2 separate regions of the Rattus norvegicus genome follow, and region 2 is linked to region 1. Evidence: chromatin contacts called from public Hi-C data. All regions are on one chromosome and are shown on one strand. The core of a region is the stretch at or near the end of the contact, and the rest is flanking DNA. Distances in the headings are between cores, read along the strand shown. Region 1 holds the start of Cdk17 (cyclin-dependent kinase 17). Region 2 holds the start of Snrpf (small nuclear ribonucleoprotein polypeptide F).

The links. A called contact is a pair of places that touch in the nucleus more often than the background predicts.
Region 2: a Hi-C map of the A7r5 cell line shows a contact between it and region 1, with 2.8 times the contacts expected there. The contact joins the promoter of Snrpf here to the promoter of Cdk17 in region 1. A contact is called at or near these places in 1 of 12 Hi-C or Micro-C datasets (the A7r5 cell line) and 1 of 1 datasets of contacts at active chromatin or transcription factors (oligodendrocytes).

What each region holds. Positions count from the first base shown.
Region 1 is chr7:29,569,729-29,572,237 of GRCr8, reverse strand. It overlaps Cdk17 (cyclin-dependent kinase 17), which reads right to left and starts at 1,256. Exons shown (of 17, transcript NM_001108082.2): 1 at 921-1,256.
Region 2 is chr7:30,022,909-30,025,417 of GRCr8, reverse strand. It overlaps Snrpf (small nuclear ribonucleoprotein polypeptide F), which reads left to right and starts at 1,256. Exons shown (of 4, transcript NM_001126091.1): 1 at 1,256-1,430. The coding sequence starts at 1,428.

The sequences.
Region 1 (2,509 bases), core at 7-2,506:
CGTCTTCGATGGCCACATTCACAGAAGGGAAAGGCGCCACAGATTTCAGCTAAATGCTTTTGCCATTTTTGAAGAAGAAAAGCTAATTGTTAATGGCCACGTGACACAGAAGATCCCAGAAAGGAAAGGGTGGGAGGAAAAGAGAGAAGAGTTCAAGGCAGTTCAGGGTCAGAACAAGTCAGGCATCCTGTCATTAGCAAACGTTCCCCTAGCTGAAGGCAAAATACCGCTTACCCCAGAAGGAGTGGGTGAAAAGTAGGGGAGAGAATGAGTGGGGAACCACAGGGGAAGGCGATGTGGCAGTGCGGGGGTGTTGTGGGGGAGAAAACTGGGGCCACCTAGCTGAGATGGGGAACAGAAGCACCGAACATAAACACGGAGCAAAGCAACTGCGGCTGAGACAACGGTGGAACCCACCCCCACCCCCCTCTTCCCGGGTTCTTTGGGTTTCCCACAGTCCCTCCGCCTCCGGTTGGAGCGACACTCAGGGGTGTGACCCGCCAGCAAGAGGGCTGCCCGGAGCTTTGTGTCGACCCGATCCCCCACGCGAGGGCTCCTCCCCCGCGGAGTTGCCCACCCACCCGCGCGCAGCCTCCCGCGTCTCCAAGGAGCCCGCAGCGCCGCGTCCTCGCCCACTCCCGCCGCCCGCGCCTCCACCCGGACCCCGGGGACCTTTGTGTCTCGGGGGGACTTTCCGCCTCTTCCCCTCCCGCCGCCCCGCGGGGCCACCAGCCTCCCAGGGAGCCCCGATCCGCCGCGAACTCCGGCGGCGGCGACGGGAGCCCCTCCCCCCAGGCCCCCCAATCAGCTCGGCACTCCCGCAGCCCACGTCGCGCGTGGACATTCGACCGACACGGTCCCCACCCGAGCCGCCCGCTGACAGGCGTCGCGATCCCTGCCCAGCCCCGCCGCCAACTCACCAGCAAGTGCGGAGATCGCGGGCTCCGGGCGGACGGGCGGGCGGGCGCGCAGAACGAGCGGATGCAGGTCCGGTGGCGGCGGACGCGCCGAGGCGCCTCAGGCTCAGGCCTCCCCCTCTCGCGCCTTCCGCTCCGCGAGGGCCGCCGGCCGCCTCACGCGTGGCCGAGCCCCCCGCTCAACATGGCTCCCGGGCCGCGGAGCCTCGCGGACGGCCCAGTACTCCGGGCAGCGGAGCCGGGGAGGAGCGAGGCGGCGGGGCGCGGGCTGCTGGACCGCCGGGCGCTGGGGAGACCGCAGCTGCCGCTCTCGTTCGTCTGCGTGCGCGTTGCTTTCTCTCGCTCGGAGGCTGCGGCTTAACGCCTCCGCCTGTTCCCCGGAGCGAGCAAGAGCGGGGAGGGAAAAAAAAGAAAAGAAAAAAAAAAAGACTTTTATTGAAACGATCCAACCAGCGGCGGCGGAGAAAAGCGACCGGCTGCGGGAGCTTCCCCACCCCCGCCTGCACGGCTCGCCTGGGGCAGCGCGACCCCTGCCGGCGGCGGCGACAGGGCGGGGCGGGGCCTTACTTGGGGGTGGGGCTTATGGCCGGGGCGTGGTCTGGGCGGGGCGGGGGTATTCCCAGGGAACTCGCGCCCAAAGCCTCACTTCAAACTCATCGGGAGAGCAGGGAGACCCTGTCGGTGGACAGAACGCTGCACTGTGCCTGTCCACCACGATTGGTGAGGAACCGATCACAATAAATCAATCCCTCACTGTCCCCCTCGCAACTGTAAAACACTGAAGTATTCCAGGCGCTACTGTACACAGGATGCCTGCCAAAGTGCTTTCGAGAGTTGATGTCAAATGACCCACAAAGAAATATCTCGGTGGATTGCCCCAACTTTTCTCCTGTTCTGTGACTGGTTGTGCGTTGCTAGTGCGTAGTCACCCACGCACGAAACTTTGATTTCAACCACAGTGTTTTTAAATGTTATTACACTGTTGGCTGTATGCTCCGTGGGGGGGGGGGGGGGGAACCAACAACAACAACAAAAACTAAAATGGTTAGAATAAAACCGTGTTGTGAGAGGGTCAATACTATGTTATAGGACCCAGAAAGAGATACTGTTGCAGTGAGTTAGATTCTGTTGCTTGAAGGAGGCGAGTCAAAGAGGTTGGCCCAGTTTCTGTAAATCCTTTTGCTTTCTTATTTTCCAGGTAGGAACAACTGATGTGTAGACAAACTAAAGTGACACTGGCCCATTTCTTTCCACAAGTAGGGATAGAAGCATAAAGTTAAAGCAGACTTAAGTTCCAGAGGGAGATACTGAGAGAACAGAAAGAAGACGATGGGGCCCCGGATGTGGACACCCTAACCAAGAAAAAGTTAACCATATAAAAGGCCCCTAGGGTGAAGGTTGGGGTTTTTTGTTATGTTTTGTTCTTCCGTTCTCAACACCAGGAAGTGTACAATATATTTTAAGTCCAATTTCAAATCTCATTATTTCCTAAGGACTTCTGAGTAGTATCTTTTCAGATTGCTGTACTTTTTCCTTGAAGATACTTTCTGCTACCTTCTTTCTACTACTTTGTTGGACGAAGCTGGATGTAT
Region 2 (2,509 bases), core at 7-2,506, 450 kb before region 1:
CAGTCTAACTCCCAGTATTTCATCACCTACAGATTTAAATTAGAAGTCAGACTAGGTATCCCTGGGGTTGTGAGTTTAGAACGTATGGATTTGTTAATGCTGACTGAATAATTAGAGCAAGTTTGAGGACCAGGATCAGTAATTATTTTTCCATTACCATGGAAAAGTTGGAACTAAGATTTTGGCCTGACCGAAATGTATCCAAGATCAGCAGCATGCTTTTTCTCATTTTTTAGATTTTTTTTTTCTTCGTTGTGTTTTGTCTGCATGTGTGCATGTGTACCACGGGAGAGCCTGGTGCCCACAGAAATCAAAAGAGAGAGATTGATCCTCTGCATATGAAGTACTGGATGGATGTGAATCACCAAATGGGTGCTGGGATTCGAACCGGGTCTTTGCAAGAATAAGACGTGCTGTTCTCCGCTGAGACAACACATGTCGACATACTTTAATTATATAAATGTCCATCTTTAGGCCTAGGCCGATCTCAAATCTTGAGTTACTTGGAGAATCCATGCCAAAAAAAAAAAAGTTCAGGTTCATAGAGGGTTAGATCTCCCAAGAAAGGAAAAAAAGTACCTCTTTTTTTTTTTTTTTCTTTACACAGGTTTCATATCACAAGTGAACCGTATCTGAAATGTTGAGATTATGGGGAGATTAAATGGGACTCTGATCGATATCTTTTCATCAGAGAGATTAACCCGTGATAGAGTCAATAATTTCCCACATCCTTATTTACAGACACATGTAAAAGGACCTCCCCTGGGAATGCTTAGACACCAGAACGACAAGAGGCCACCACAGTATTCACAGTATCCCAGACCAAACTTGACCTGATTTCAACTTTTGTAAAGACCTACTTGGGTGCTTTTCACTATCACTCTCGTAGTCCTGCTTCCCGGCTTCCTTTAAAAGCCGGGAAGTGGACAATCTAGAATAAAGAACAGTCCCGTAAAAGGGGACCCTGCTAGAGGTACTCCCCAAGTGCTGGAGCTATGGGAGGATGAACAGAGACCTCCAGAATCCGATCTCATTCTCTCAACTTAAGGACAGATTAAAACTTCATTAGCTAAAGAAACCACGTCCGCTCTCCAGGGCATTTAGCTTCTACTTGTCCTGAAGGAAAGAAATCTGGGGTCGCTCAATTTCTCCCACTTGGAACTTGCGCGGAAGACACAAACACACGCCTTACCTCTGGTTGCTAGGAGACAGTACCTCCATTTCCTCCAATCATCAAGTGCGTCTTTGGTGACCAATCATCGAAGCCTAGACAACGAGGCGAGAGGTGAAAGGTTACGCCTCCTTTTGGCGGCCATTTCTTTTAGCGCCCGTCCTTTCGGTGGTGTAGCGGCAGCTGCTCCAGTCACGAGGGGCGGGCAGCGGCGGGGTCGGCGGCTACTGGGGTGCAGCGCTCGCGGGTGTTCGCGATGGTAAGGAGGATGAGCACCGCAGGGCTAGAGGACGGGTGGCCTCGCGGGGACGGCTGCACGCTATGCCTTCCATTCATCCACATGAGGCGCCGCGCGGCCGGCCGCTCGCTCTTCCTCCCCGCTTCCGAGGCCTTGCTGTGCGTGCATTGGAGCCCTTCCCTTCTCCGAGATCCCCAGCCGTCTTACCCCGTTTTGTTTGTCCCAGAGCCTAAGGTGTAGCCACAGGGTAGGAGTAAACTGAAGCGAGTTTTTATTTTCTACTTAGCACGCTCCACAGTGCGCCTTCATTCCTTGATGTTTGCAAACTTAGCAGATTGTCCTCTGGGACAGAAAGCCCAGGCTACCCTTCCATTCATTTAATACGGTTCTTAGGCACCCAGGCTACCCTTCCATTCATTAAATACGGTTCTTAGGTGCCAGAAAGATGGGGTGCTAATTCAGATCCTGAATTTTCTCAGGTGTGGGAGGTAGGCAGTCAAATGATAGCAAAAATAAGCAATTACAAGTAGTGATCGCTAAGCAGGAAGCTGACAGCATGCTCTGAAAGGCGCATTGGTATAACGCTGCGGAGGAGCGCCTTTCTCCTGAAGGTGGCATATAACCAGAATTCTAAGTGACAGCGCTGGTGGAAGAGTATTTCGCACACGAACTCTTAACTAGAATGTAGGCTTGACTAGTTGGAATTGACAAGAATTAACCGCTACTTGCAACAACAGTGGCTTTGAGATAAGCTTGGGACCTCAACGCCTGTTAGGAAGTATGAGGCTAAATGTCAAGTGCAGTGAGAGATCATTGGAGCATTCTTAAGCCAAGATAACTACATGACTTGTCAAGTACTTTAAATAGTAGTTGGTTTGTGGATAATAAATTGTAGGCAACATAAGTTGCCTACTCAGTAGACCCTGTGCCCTCCAAGATCCTTTGGGATGATGTGTAAGTAGATTGGGGTGTGGGCAAGGTTATGAATTTAAAGGGAATACTTCTTGTAGGATAAACTTGATATGATTGCATTAGGAATCTCTCACCTGAATTGTGTTTTATGTTTGCAGAGATCACCTTGTACCTTTACCTTTATTTTG